Linked DNA regions of Mus musculus: region 2 is linked to region 1. Evidence: chromatin contacts called from public Hi-C data. All regions are on one chromosome and are shown on one strand. The core of a region is the stretch at or near the end of the contact, and the rest is flanking DNA. Distances in the headings are between cores, read along the strand shown.

Region 1 (7,425 bases), core at 3,082-5,581:
GGGAAGGTGGGCTCCCAGGATCTTCCCTGTCCCTCCTGTCTGCTTGCCCCTCCACCCACCCTGCCTTTCCTAAGCTTCAGGAGGTGTTGAAGAGGGTGTGCACAGGCCCCTCTCCCCAGGGTGGGCAGCAGTGCACACCTCTCTAGGGCCAGCAGTGTTGGAGGGTTTGTGGCTGGTGTGTGGGTCTGTTTCGTTTCGCTAATTAAATGTGTCTCTAAGACAAACTACTTTTATAAAGGGGAGGGGAGTCATTGTGGCCCATGGTTTCTAGAGATCTAGGGGCCACATCTGGTGATTGCCTTCTGCTTCCAGAGTCCTGTGGCAACCCAGAGTGTCATGGGACGAGGCACGGAGTGTGGTGCTTGGCATCTGCCTCGTGAAAAGCCACCAGTCACAGGGGTCTGTGCCCTCATGACCATGACTAATCCTAGTTGCTTCCTGAGAGGTTCTGCCTCTGAAAGCATTTCCATCTTGTGTGCTTGTGTGAGACGGGGTCTGAATAGGTAGGCTGGCCTGAAACACTCTGTGTAGACCAGGCTGGCCTCAAATTCAGAGCCCGACCTGCCTCTGCCCGGCACTGCCCAAAATCATCCCTACCCTAACGCCTCCTTAGGAAAGGTACTTTACAATACCTAAAGCCTTGATGGGCACCAGCTAAGCCTGGACCTTAGCAACTGCTAAGCCCGGGAAGCTGGGCCTCCCTCACACCCATCGCACTCTTGTCCCTAGGGTGGATGGCAAGGAGCTGCCCCCCAAGAGCTGGCGGGAACCCAAGCCTGAGTATGGGGATTTCCAGCCAGTGTCCACTGACCCCAAGAGCCCCTGGCCTGCCTGTGGGCCTCGGAATGGCCTGGTAGGCCCACTCCAGGGCTGCGGAAAACCTGGGAAGGTAAGTTCTCGCTCAGTGCCTGTGCAGCGGGGGGGCCTCGGGAGGCTCTGGAATGGACACTCAGGTCTCCTGTACCCACACAGCCCAGCAGTGAGCCAGGAAGGCGGGAAGAGATGCCCTCTGAAGACAGCCTGGCGGAGCCAGTTTCCACCACGCACTTCACAGGTCAGCAGGGTTCCCTTCTCTCCTCATTCCCTGCCCCCCCCAGTAGTGCCAGGTCCTGGGTAGCATCTTAGTGCTCAGCCATGACTGTTGGGGATGTAGATCTCGGTGGCGGTGGAGAAATGATTCTCCCTGCCCTGAGGGGCACCTGTGCGAAGCTGAGGGGGAGTAGCAGGGGTGGGGTGAGTTCTGCAGGAGGAGCCTTTTGGGCCAGGAAAACCCTGAGTGGGCTGGCCTGAGCCTGAGCCTGAGCCCCATTCTGTGTGCCCTCTCCTCCACAGCCTGCGGCTCCTTGACTCGAACCTTGGACAGTGGCATTGGGACCTTCCCACCCCCAGATCACAGCAGCAGCGGAACCCCCAGCAAAAATCTCCCCAAGACCAAGTCACTGCGCCTGGATCCCCCACCAGGGGCACCCCCAGCTCGGCCTCCAGGCCTCACCAAAGTCCCCCGCCGTGCCCACACACTAGAGCGAGAGGTGCCGGGCATAGAGGAGCTGCTGGTGAGTGGGCGACACCCCAGCATGCCAGCCTTCCCTGGACTGCTCACAGCTCCCCCAGGCCACCGAAGCCATCAGACCTGTCCCGATGGTGAGTGTCCCCTCAAGTGGTAGGGCATCCCTAAGAGGCTCCTTGGAGCCGGACCAATGCATCCACTTCCCCCTTCTTCTTGGACAGATCCCTGTGAAGACCCAGGCCCTCCCCCACCTGTCCAGCTGGCCAAGAACTGGACCTTCCCCAACACCAGAACAGCTGGCAGCTCCAGCGACCCCTTCCTGTGCCCACCCCGACAACTGGAGGGACTGCCTAGAACCCCCATGGTAAGGCCACAGAAGGGAGGAGAGAGAGGCCTGGGTGCCTGGAGGGAGAGACTGGGAGATGGATGTCTCTGAGCTGTGTACAGCCAGCCAGCACCTCCTCTGGAGGTGAGGATAAGTTCGCCCACCCATCCCATTTTGGAAGAAGGCTTCCATTATTCCTGCCTCTGTGGACCCCCACAGCAGTCAGGGTGGCTACGATTCCTCTCTGAGCAGTACCTCTCCTCTAGGCCCTGCCCGTAGACCGAAAACAGAGCGTGGATCCCAGCCGCACATCTACACCTCAGGGCCCAGCATTTGGAGGCAGTCGTACCCCCAGCACGTCGGACATGGGCGAGGAAGGCCGAGTGGCCAGCGGGGGCGCCCCCGGGCTGGAGACCTCAGAATCCCTAAGTGACTCCCTCTATGACTCGCTATCCTCCTGTGGGAGTCAGGGTTGAGGGACCGCACCCACTACAGTTCCTCTGGAGCTAGGGACCCTCAACGACCTGCTTCCGCGCTCCACGCCCCACGCCTTTGGGCCGGTGAAGCTTGACCTGAAGGGACCAAGGAGAAAGAGGATAAGAAGGCGATGGGGGGTCCCTGGCGTATGCCACTGCTGCTGTGGATGCGACAACCATGCTCAGCTCAGGGAGAGACCTCATCCCCAGTCCCTTGACTCCCCCAGAGTAAGGCTCTGCTCTACGGGACCGGGGGCTCCAGGCTGCTTTGTCCCAGCTCCCACTTCAGGCCGAGCCATCTTGCGGTGCTAGGCTTCCTGCCCGCCAGCTGTGCCACCTCTGCCCAACCTGGCTGCAACCCTGCCCCAAAGCCCCCATGGGGCTGATTTTGGAAGCCCCAGGCTTATGGAGTTTGGGGGTGAGGGGGACAAGTCGCCTTCACTCTGCCCTGGTCCTCCCTGCTGTCTGAATGGTGCTGCCTCCCTTCCCCACATCGTGGGGTCTGTTTGTCTGTCTTCATCTTTGTTTTTATATATATATATATATATAAGCGCCTGGCCCAGTCCCCACCCCTACCCGCACTGCGGTTAATTTATCTGTTGTTGAAAAGCAGCCCTGCTTCTGCAGCATCCCTAATAAAACGTGGAGGCCTCTCCCCACCGTGACTGTTGTGTGGCAGCCCCCCCTTTGTGCTTGCTGGCTTCTCTATAATCCTTCGGGTGGACTGGTGGGTAGGTCCAGGGACCCTCGGGTGCTCTAATGAGGCTCTGTGCCCTTCCCCTGGAGGAGCTGGCTAGAAGGTGACTTACAGTGACCTGTGTAGATCTGAAGCCCAGAGGATGTCACTGACCAGAGGGCACACAAGGCCATGCAGCCTTGGTGAGAAAGATGGGGAAGAGGCCTGTGATCATGCGCTCAAACCTCTCTATGCTCCAGGTTGGGGACTGGCCAGTTCGGAGCAGTCCCACTGGCTTTATATATAGACACGGGACAGTCAGTGACTACCCAGGCCGAGAGGGGAAGAGCCTGAGAGGACTACCCTCACACCGGCACACTATGCTGTCTCTCAACTCACTTCCTCGTGCTTTATAAACCATCTCTATATGACTCGGGAGCACTAGAAGCCAAGGATATTTATCACCAGAGCTGGCGTTCCTAAAAAAACCTATCACTACAAACCTTGGTTTTCCTCATCTGTATATTAGACTGAGAGGCCAGGTGGCCCCGCCCCATCAGCAGCCTGAGGCCAGGTGGCCCCGCCCCTGTTCTCCTTCACGCTCTACGCTCCGCCCACATCTGCCATCTTCCCTTAGCTGACGCCATCACTGAAGAAATTAACAAGACCAGAACAGGGTCTGACAATGCAGTTTTGTCCCTGCCCCTTCCTAGGTGTACTAACGGAAGTCTGCATCTTGGTTTCTGACCAACTCCTGACTGGTTTCTTGACCTGTTATTGCCCTAAGCCTGATGCATTACATCATTTCCTGTTAGAACTGCGTTGGCCTCCTAGATCCCATTCCTTCCTGGAAAGGAGTTTGGCATGGTGGGCTTTCATCTTCACTTCAAAGCTAAGACCAAAATCCATGTTCTCGACAGGGTCTGCTCAGTATGCTAGGAATTTGAAAATACCAGGTGCCACCTCGGTCCCTGGGTCAGAATGAGTTGACTGGAGAAATGTCCCAGGGCAGGATAGGCTGCAGGAACCATAGTGGTCCCGGGAGGCAGCCCTGCCCACCATGGTCAGCCATAGCCCACATGACAATCTCCCCCTCCCCCAACTCCTGCCTGATCCCAGTCAGCCATAGCCCACATGACAATGGCCCCCCTCCCCGGACCCAGGGCTCGGTTCCAACTGAAAGAATTTGAGGGCGGGAGCATGTGGGTTTATTGATACTCCAGGGAGCCCGGTTTCTTGGCGCTCAAGGAAAGCTTTGCTGAAAACCTCCTTGATCATGGCTGGGGCAGAACACTTGGTGTCTCGGTTTGCAACAGCTGCTTGTAAAGTTACTGTGACCTCACTCTCCTCAAGAACAATGGGCGAATGTTCATGTAAGACCTCAGCCGGGTTTCCCAAACACAGGAAGTTCAGACTGCCAGACAGCTGCCCTCCCCCAAAAGGCCAAAGCCAAAAGGCGGGAAAGAGGCGGGCTCCGCACACTGGCACCTCTCCTTTTGCAGGAAGCCCCCCGCCCCCACCCCTCCCTCCGCGACACCCACACACACAAAGAAAAAGAAAAAAAAAATAGCCTCTCTAAGGCTGCCAGGGGTTTATTTTATTTCCTTTTTTCTACTTTTCCCCCCCACAAATAGTATGTTTTGTTTCCTTTAAAAAAAAAAGTTTAAAAAAAGAAAACATGCTCTGTAGCAAACCCCAGCTCTAGATCCCCGCCCTTATTCTCTGGGGTAATTCAAGTGTATAAATAAATCTCTTAAAGCCAAAAGTTCACGGTAAGTACTTGTGGGGTCGTCTGTGATTTTAGGGAAGGGGACCAGCTGTTTTTTAAAGATTTATTTATTATTATATCTAAGTACACTGTAGCTGTCTTCAGACACACCAGAAGAGGGAGTCAGATCTCATTAGGATGGTTGTGAGCCACCATGTTGCTGGGGTTTGAACTCAGGACCTTTGGCTCGGAAGAGCAGTCAGTGCTCTTAACCACTGAGCCATCTCTCCAGCCCCGGGGACCAGCTTTTTAAAAACGTTTTAATTATTAAAGACCTACAAATCTGGGTTGATTCACAGCCCTCTGTCCAGTTTCAGGGTACGGTTCTTGCTTGTGGGAACATGAACCCTAGTTTCAAATAGCTGGCACCTACATAAAAGCCAGGCTTGAAGGTGTGTGTCTATAACCTCAGCACTTGGGGGTGGGGGAGGGGGCCAAGCCAGGTGGATATCAGGACTTGATAAGTAGCCAGTTGGGTCAAATGGTAAATCGCAGGTTCAATAATAGATTGTCATAAGAAGAAAGCAAGGCCCAGCGTGCTAGCACTTAGGAGGCAGAGGCAGGCAGATCTATGAGTTCTAGGACAGCCTGGTCTTCAGGGTGAGTTCTAGGACAGCCAGGCCTACACAAAGAAACCCTGTTTCCAAAAAAAAAAACAAAAAACAAAAACAAAAAAGAAAGAAATGGTCTTTTGGAAGCCAGGTGTGAGGTGTTGACACTTTGGCATCAGCATCTGGGAGGCAGGAGGCCAGGCCTTCCTGAGCTGCAGAATGTAGTAGCCTCAGCTACAGAAGACCCTGTTTCAAAAACAGTCAGACCCCTGTACAGACTCAGGGGTAAAAGGCCCTTGCCACCAAGCCTGACTCACTTCTCCAGGCCCACATGGTGGAAGGAGAGAGCAGACAGCCATCGGTTGTCCTCTGACTTCTGTGTGCTACGTACTTGCTCACACATAAATATATTTAATTAAAATAAAATATGTAAGTATATATGTTTTATAAGAATATATGGGGCTGGACAGATGGATGGCTCAGTGGTTAAGAGCATTGCTCTTCCAGAGGTCCTGAGTTCAATTCTCGCAGCAACCACACTGTGGCTCACAACCATCCGTAATGGGGTCTGATGTCCTCTTCTGGTTTGTGAAGACAGTGACAGTGTACTCACATAAAATAAATAATATCTAAATAAAAAATATAATATATATTTATAAGAAATATATAGAAGCCAGGCATAGTGGTGCACACTTTTAATCCCAGCACTTGGGAGGCAGAGGCAGGCAGATTTCTGAGTTCGAGGCCAGCCTGGTCTACAGAGTGAGTTCCAGGGCTGTGGTGGTCTACACCTCTAATCCCTGGTCTACCTCACAAGTTCCAGGACAGTCAGGGCTACACAGTAAGACCCTGTCCAAAAGAGAAAAGAAAGTAATGTGGTCTTAGTATTTTTAAGACTTTAGTTTGGATGCTTATTAGTTTTTTGAGACACAGTCGTGCTATGTAGCTCAGGCCTGACTCAGACTTGCCATTCCCCTGCCTCTGCTTCACCAGTGTGAGGCTCACAGGTGTGTATCACTAAGTTGTGTTTCTGAAGCGATGGCTTGTGTGAATGTTTCCAGTGTGGTATCATCTTGTCACTCTGCCACCTCAGGGGCAGCCATGTTTACAGTTTGCCCAGCAGACACTTTAAGCCTTTGATTTCATCCCTTAAGGGTAGAGGATGTGGGGGGGTCACCACAGATGGAGTTTTGGGGATACTTCCATCCCATCTTCACGGGGCTGGAGCCAGTGGAGGACGGAGGATGGGCGTCTCTGACACCAGACTTCAGAGAAAATGGGTTTTTGTGAGAGAGTATAGCAGGGGCACACACTGGTTTCAGGTCGAGAAAAGGAAAGTTGTAGGCTTAACCCAAGGGAAGCATTGCTGATGGGGGAACTGGGGTGGCGAGTGGAGGGCCAGTGGCGGTGATCTCTGGCTCCAGGGATAATACATAAGAACACTCACCCTTGACAGTGCGCCAGCACTACCTCGGGCGGCCATGTGTGTGGATACTCAGCTAATCCTCTATACAACCTCTTCATGTGGGTGATCCTGTTACCCGGGTCTGATAGGGTAGGGAGAGCCAGAACGTTTAAAACGTTAAAGCCTGTGTATAGATCAGCCGTGATTCAAGCCCAGACACGCCGGCTCCAGAGCACACTCAAAACGACACCAGATAACACTGGGGGGACTGAAGTGAGAGGACGGAGAGTTCCAAGCCAGCCACAACTACAAAGCCAGAGCAAGACCCCGCCCCACCCCACCCCGCCCCACCTACCACCAGGGCCCGAGAGCTGGGTCAGTAGTGCAGACTGAAGAGTCTCTTCCAGGAGACTCAGTAAGTCTGGTACACACGCTGGATGACTCCATCTCTGGGGAATCTGACACCTCTAGCCTCTCTAAGCACCTACACCCACGAGGAGCACACACACACACACACACACACACACACACATATTGGGGTAGTCACTCAGTGGTAGGACGTTTGTTTAGCAACAAAGTCCTGAGTTTGAAAAATGAAGAAGGAAGCCGGGCGTGATGGAACAAGCCTTTAATCCCAGCACTCAGGAGGCAGAGGCAAGCAGATTTCTGAGTTCAAGGCCAGCCTGGTCTACAAAGTGAGTTCCAGGACAGCCAGGG
Region 2 (7,425 bases), core at 2,515-5,014, 190 kb before region 1:
TGGTACCCATGTATATCTGCATAGCCTCATACATTATTTTACACATACAGTGTGCCTGCTGTGGGCTCTGGTACCCATAAATATGCACATAGCCTCTTATATCATTCTCCATGTACAGCTGAGTGTGGGCTGTGGTACCCATGTATATCTGCATAGTCTCGTACGTTATTTTACACATACAGTGTGCCTGTTGTGGGCTCTGGTACCCATGTATATGTACATGGCCTCTTATATCATTCTGCTTATACAGCTGAGTGTGGGCTGTGGTACCCATGTATATGTACATAGCCACAAACATTATTCTACGCATATAATATACATTTGGGGATGTGCTGTTCTGCCTATTTTTTCCTAGGGCCTTTTAACGTGAATGAGAAAGAGCTGCTGTGGAAGTCCAGCTTTGAGAAGTGAGTATGACCATGTGGTTCAGCGTTTAAGTCAGTAGAATCTTAACCAGTGTACGTTATTTAACATGGGCTTGGTGAGGACTCAGACTCAGCTGTCATTAGGACGCAGAGACTATGTAAACCTGTGGAGCTGGGCCCATGTGCTTTTAGTGCACACAGGGTTTGGAGAATGACCACTTAACCTAAGAACTGGTCATTTTTTTTTTTTTTTTAAATATGCTTCCTGTAGCTAGAGTATTTTGTAAACGTAGAAAGGCACCAGGCCAGGAGCTCCCTAGCTTATGTAATTCGTTAGACTGTAATTCTCAGAACTATATTTGTTGATGGTTGCTATTCAAGAAGTCAGGTGGAAGATGGCCAGTGCCACCAGGAATAACCTTGCAGTGAGAGTTTTGTTCTCTGTCATCACGTAGGATGGGAAAGAAGACCACTCGAGGACTCATGGTTGGAAGTGGGGGTTTGGTTTGTATGGGTTCGGTTTATTTTTGTTTGTGAGATAGGGGCTCATGTAGCCCCTACTCATCTGGAAACTGACAAAGTATTGGAGGATGACATTGAACTTGTAATTGTTCCGCTTCCCTGTGTAGAATGCTACGGTAACAGCTATGTACCGCCACAGCAGTGCATGGTGGTAGGGATCAAACCCAGGGTTTCATGTGCATGCATGCTAGGCAGCCACTCTACCAGCCCTCTCGTTTTTATCATACCCCACACAACTGGCCAGCATCTCTGTGGCTGGCTCAGACACAAATAAATATGGAGTCTTCTGATGAAGCCTTTGCCAGTTAGTTATTCCTGCTCATCACTGAAATTAAGGGTACATTCTCCGTAAACTCTCCAGGACTTAGAAAGTGCCTCTTTAGATTGATTTACTCTGGGTCTTCAGTGTTTTTCCTGCATGGGTGTGCACGCATTAATGATTTCAGTGCCCATGAAGAAGATGCCGGATCCCCTGCAACTGTGATCGCAGATGCCTCTTGTCACCGGGTGTATGCTGTGAGTGGAACCCTGGTCCTCTGCACCAGCAGCCAGTGCTCTCAACTGCTGAGCCACCTCTCCAAGCCTCTAGGACACTTACATAGTGATTTAGTCTATTCAAGTGTTATTACTTGCCCTCACCGTGCCCTCAGAGGCCAGAAGGATGGGTGGGTGTGTCCCAGTTGGTAAATTCAGTGAGATGATTTGACCCAAATGTCCACAAACTATAGTTGACCTGGGATTAGAACTTGGGAATTCCAACTCTTAGTCAGCAATAGTGGATGCTATTGCAGACTTCTTAACAGCAGAATCCTTGCAATGGTATTTAATACCTAATGGTTGAAGTTGCCCTTACCCTTACTTAAGCTCAGTATTATTTGCATCCCCAAATGGTCAGATAGTAAATGGGCAAAGCTAGCATGGAAGCACAAGCCTAGGACTCTAGCATCCTACCTGAGATAGTGAGTTCTGGGCAACTTAGTGAGACCATTTGTGAAATTCTCAAATTCTCAGGAACGGCTGGGGGTACAACTCAGTGGGAGAGTGCTTGAGTAGCATGCGAGAGAACTGCAGACAAAACCAAGGTAAAGTTGACTGCAAAGTAAAGGACGGACTGGAAAGATGGCTCAGTGATTAACAAAACTGGCTGCTCTTCCAGAGGACACCAGGCTTGATTCCCAGCATCTACACAGCAGCTTGCAACTCCTGTTCCAGGAGATCCACCTGGTTTCCATGTGGTGCTCAGACACACTTGCCAACAAACCCATGTATGTTAAACGGACAAACACAAAGCTATAATAAGTGGTTAGAAATCATTTGTATTCTGGAGTTTTATGTTCTCATCATTATAAGAACTTATTTGAAGGGCTGGCGAGATGGCTCCGTGGTTAAGAGCACTGACTGCTCTTCTGAAGGTCCTGAGTTCAAATCCCAGCAACCGCATGATGGCTCACAACCATCCCTAATGAGATCTGACACCCTCTTCTGGTGCATCTGAAGACAGCTACAGTGTACTTATGTATAATAATAAATAAATCTTTGGGCCAGAGCAGCAGGGACTGAGGGAGCAGGGTTGACCAGAGCAAACAGAGGTCCTAGAAATTCAATCCCCAACAACCACATGAAGGCTCACAACCATCTGTACAGCTACAGTGTACTCATATACATAAAATAAATCTTTATTTTTTGTTTTGTTTTTTTTTTGAGACAGGGCTTCTCTGTGTAGCCCTGGCTGTCCTGGAACTCACTGTATAGACCAGGCTGGCCTTGAACTCAGAAATCCACCTGCCTCTGCCTTCCAAGTGCTGGGACTAAAGGTGTGCACCACCACCGCTCAACAAAATAAACTTAGAACTTAGTTGGGGCTAGATCTCCCTGTCAAAGGGATGCCACCATGCCCAGCTTTGTAAGTGACTCCACTGAGATCTCTGTGTAAATACAGTTTGCATTCTAGAGCAGAAAGAGTTGGGGGGACAGGCACACTGCAGGCAGGGGACTGGGGCAGACTTCCTGCTGGGTGGGACGTTGCTCAACAGTGTGGAGGACTCGGTGGTCCTGGGAAGTTTTCTGTGTGGAAGGAGGAGAACAGGTATGCGCGTGCGAGGTTGTCCTCTTTCTGTGAGGCCACCCGTGCGGAGCCTCTGTGCCATGAAGCTCCAAGCCAAAGACAGACAAGCCTGAGCCGAACTATCAGCCAGCTTTGAGGAACATGTCAAGGGATTAGCTCCCTGGCTTTCCCTCTGAGTGGCATTAGCTCTCACTCCGACTCATGTTTACCATCTGGCTCTGAGTAAGAAGTCTTGGAGTGATCTCTCCAGCAGCCTGAGCTGTGCCAGGCCTTTCTGAGGCTCTTCAGCCTTCCCCCTCGTCAACCCCGGGGCCCAGTGCTCTCCACGGAGTTGTGTCCACGTGTCTGCATGCCTGGGATCAGAAGAATTTGTTAGACTTCCGAGAGGGGGAAAATGAACTTCCAGCCCATGGAGTCCATGTGGTTAATGGTCCAAAGTCTTTCTGTTGTCAAAACTAACAAGTGACCTTGTCCTTAGGTGAGTTGTTCCTACTACAGAGGACATTCTGCCTGTGCGATGATACGCTCAGAATGCAGTAGCTAGAGAGATACAAAGGGGCTGGGATTTTTCTTTGGAAAGTGAGGCGTAGGGGTGTGTGTGTGTGGGGGGGGGGTGCTTGAATAAAGTACCGCCTTTCCTCCCAGGGAGCTGGCTGCTCTCCCCTCCTGGGCTAATGTGCACTGACGAGGGCTAAACGGGAGGATGCTTCTGGATAGCATCCAGCCCCTCAGCAGAGCAGCCACATTGGAGATACAGCTGCTGGCATTAAAGGGCTAAGCCCTTTCCAGCTGCTTTGCTTTAACGGGGAACCTCCCGCGGCCGGCGGCTTAAGGGAGCCGTCTTAACTGGGTTAGAGGAAATGACTAATCTGTGCATCTTCTCACGAGGCTGCTCGGAGGCTCCAGGAAAGATAACCTGGTGGGGTGGGAAGTGGCTGGATAATGGTGTTAGAGAGCTAGGCTATTATTGTCTCAGAATTGCGGTCCTGGGAGTGCCAGAGCTGAGCCGTGCCATGAAGTAGATTTAGATGCCCAAGTTCTCTAGCCCACAGCAGTTGCTGTCCCCTTACCGGCTCCACTCCCCAGTTCCTGGGAAAACTCAGACTCTGACAAAGGTACAAACAGATACGTGAAGGTAAAGACTAGCAACGCTTCTCCAAGGGTGAAGGAGGCAGGAGGAGGCCCCAGCACGATGCCAAAGGGTGAAAAGAGAAGACGAGGGAGGTTGCACAGACGTGTGACGAAAGCTGGGCAGGGACAACCAAGGCGGTGGAGCTGGCAAGGGCCAGCCGGACATCATCTGCTATGCTTCAGGCATCACGCTGGCTCCAGAGAGGTCCAGCGTGCTCCAGCACTGACTTGATGGAGACTTGACAGACGTGTGACAGGGACAGAGTGGCTCGAGTGCATAAGCCCACATCAGGTATTCGAGAAGGCCTGGGCATGCACCTAAACCATAGGCGCTGAGTGTGGAAGGGTCTTCCACCCTCTTGACACTTTAGACAAGGAGCAGCCATGTTGATGAGAATGCACTGGATGTCTTGAGAAGGAGCACCCGACAGCTCACCAGCCACAGAAGAGCAGCATAGCCTTGGGTGAGGTGCTGAGGGCCCAGGAGATGGCACTGCAGCCCCCTCCCCAGTGCCCACCGTCGTAAAAATGGGAGAAGGGCTGGGACTACTTTCCCACCTCCCTCAAACCTTGCTCCCCTGTCCTCAGGCTTCTTCCCAGACTTAGAAAGCAAGATCTCCCTTCCCTCTCCTCCGCACAGCCGCCTGCAGGGCAAGACAGGAGTCAGCAGTGTGGCTGGCCGAACTTGCTCCAACCCAACCCTGAGTAGGTCTACAGCTCTGCTGCTGTGGGCCATGCGTGGAAAGGAGGATGGGGAGGAGACTGGAGCTTCCCTGGTTCTCCGCATGGCTTGGGCTTCTCCCGCAGTGGAGGATTCCCTTCTTTTGCTGTCCCCTGGGCTATTCCACCCCAGTGTCACACTCTGTCCACCACAGTGGCAATGGTCTGGCTGTCTGCTTGGAGTTCCAAATGTGGAGGGTGCTCCCCCTTCTTCTTGTCTGTTTACGGTGCTCCCTCTTTCTCTTTGGGTGTTCCGGCTTTGTGCTCACCAGAGAAAAGTTTACAGACAATAAAGTGGAAATATTCTGCTATGAAAAAAAAAAAGGATACGGCTCCAACTTGGCATGGCTTGTGTTTTGTCTGGCCTTGGTGATCCCAAGGCATAGTCTGGATAACCTAAAAGCTGGCATTGTAAGAGACGGGGAGTGGGAAAGGGTAGGGAGCTGATGGCCATTGCTCTGAGAGGAAGGGAGACTTGAGGCTCTCCTGATTTAAGCCCCTGTTTAAAGACCTAAGATTTGAAGGAGAAACAATCATGTTATTGATTGTGAGATGTGCTTTAAAAACACCTGACTAACACCTAGGATACTCAGGGCATCTTATAATCCACGGAATTTTACAATGTACCCTTTGTTTTGTTTTGTTTTTCTGGTTGGCTCATATATTCCTACATTTCACATTATTTTGGTTGAAAGTGTAACCTGTTCTGTTCATTGGTAACCTACCACCTTGCTATGATCAAAGACATGTTAAAACAGTCCCAGTGGCCGGGCGTTGGTGGCACACACCTTTAATCTCAGCACTCGGGAGGCAGAGGCAGGTGGATTTCTGAGTTTGAAGCCAGCCTGGTCTACAGAGTGAGTTCCAGGATAGCCAGGGCTACACAGAGAAACCCTGTCTTGAAAAAAAACAAAAAAAACCAACCAACCAACCAAACAAACAAACAAAAAAAACCAAAACCAAAACCAAAACCAAAATAACCCCAAAAAACAGTCCTGGTATATGGTGGTTCAAAACAGAATGGCCCACGTCAGGTTGTATGTTGGAACCCTTGGTCCCCAGTGGGTGGAACTGTTTGGGAAGATTCGGAGGCGTGGCCTTGCTGGAGGGGGCGTGTCACTGGGGGTGGGGTCTAGGCTTCAGAAGCCTGTCAATCTCTCTACCTCTGCCTCCTGGCTGTCACCTCCTCTTGTCTGCTCTGCTCATAGCTTCCACTATAGCACAGCAGCTGCCTGTCTGCTGCCATGCTTCCTACCATGGTGGTCCTAGACAGCGACCCCCTGAGTCTGTGAACCCACAAACTAAAAGCTCTCTTGTGTGAGTTGTTTGGGTCTTGGTTGGCGGTCTCTTCACAGCAATAGAAACGTAACTAAAACACAGCGAGTTAGTGCGTACTAAGGATGGAGACTGGGGATTTAATCCAGGGGTTGGTTCAGTCCCTGGTACCAACTAACAAGCAAAACCCCAGGGCATCCCTTGTCTGAGCATAACCACTCCAGGGAAAGCAAAGACACCAAGAATCTACAAAATATCCTAGCACAAAGGAGCAGACACACAGCATGTAACACAGGATCGAAATATATCCCAGTCATCATCCCCAGAGCAAAGACTCAAGAAGGGGAGAAACACAGTTGACAGAGACCAGTCCTGGAGGTAAGGCACTGATCAGAACAGTCTATAGGCGGCAAGGCATTGTACCTGAGACTGTTGGAAGTGTTCTTATGATCTTTGTGCAGTCCGCTCATCAAGTCCAGAATACCCGAGGAAGGTCTTTCCCACAGACGTACATCTGGACAGCTCCATGGTGACCAAGGCAGGAGGATTACCACAAGTCTGAGACCTGCCTGGGCTACATGCTGCCACAAAGGGAGACCGAGAGGGGGAAAGGGAAAGAGCTGTGACTTGGAAAACTGATGGGAAGGAAAGGAATCCTCTAGCACGGGACAGATACTGAAGTCAGGGGAACGCGTCCCGCAATTAGTAGACTAAAAATATCATTCTGTTTTAAAAGGCCCTTCTGTGACAGGTGCTCACATAATCTAGCAAAAAGGTGTTCAGTGCCAGGGCAGAACTGGGGTAGAGTGTGTGGGAGCCGGGGAGGGAGAGCTGGAAGCTGACAGTCTCCACAGTCGTGATGTAAGGCTGGAATCCAGGGAGAAAAGAATTCAGCTGCTGAGGGGCCTGGAAGATGTTCCCAGACCGAGAACATTCAGCACATGGCTCATGACTCTGACATCACAGATCTCTGCCCTGGGGGTGGGGGTAGGGGGGGCTCTGTCCTGTCCAGACCCTGTCTCATTGTCTAGGGTTAGGATGGGAGTCTGGTCTTTGCCCGTCTCTGGCCTTCTCCCTAAGAGTCTTTACTTCTTCATCGGCCCTAGTCAGAGCTCTGAAATACCATGTTTTATTTCTCTCCTTTTTTTTCCTGCCCACTAGCTGCAGTCTATTAATTAATGCCATCAGAATCCTGTAACCTTCTCACTGACAGTGCCTGGCCTCCACAGCTTTGCTGAACGCGACTCTGCCCTGTGAGGCTCTCTCCCTGAGAAGTGATTGCAGATCTTGCCTATGCCGACCCCCTACCATGCCTGCCCAGAGTGGCCACGGCTTGGCTAGATGCTT

The links. Hi-C and Micro-C count contacts between places; a contact is called where the count stands out from the background.
Region 2: a Hi-C map of embryonic fibroblasts shows a contact between it and region 1, with 1.8 times the contacts expected there. The contact joins two enhancer-like sites. A contact is called at or near these places in 2 of 39 promoter capture datasets (the 3T3-L1 cell line and cranial neural crest), 4 of 484 Hi-C or Micro-C datasets (the AML12 cell line, the C10 cell line, embryonic fibroblasts and 1 more) and 1 of 115 datasets of contacts at active chromatin or transcription factors (embryonic stem cells).

What each region holds. Positions count from the first base shown.
Region 1 is chr15:99,417,582-99,425,006 of GRCm38.p6, reverse strand. Nckap5l (NCK-associated protein 5-like) reads left to right here. Exons shown (of 13, transcript NM_001001884.1): 9 at 730-889; 10 at 973-1,054; 11 at 1,333-1,641; 12 at 1,729-1,871; 13 at 2,099-2,973. The coding sequence ends at 2,308. Among named protein-coding and RNA genes, the nearest start is that of Nckap5los, 12 kb to the left of the region's middle. RefSeq lists an enhancer at 3,450-5,053. Within about 2 kb of position 4,331, at least 174 of the 459 cell types and tissues checked have an H3K27ac peak or open chromatin away from gene starts, as enhancers often do. A contact at or near this core is called in embryonic fibroblasts and stem cell-derived neural stem cells, where this site is marked.
Region 2 is chr15:99,611,225-99,618,649 of GRCm38.p6, reverse strand. No RefSeq gene overlaps it. Among named protein-coding and RNA genes, the nearest start is that of Gm34765, 13 kb to the right of the region's middle. Within about 2 kb of position 3,764, at least 67 of the 459 cell types and tissues checked have an H3K27ac peak or open chromatin away from gene starts, as enhancers often do. A contact at or near this core is called in embryonic fibroblasts and stem cell-derived neural stem cells, where this site is marked.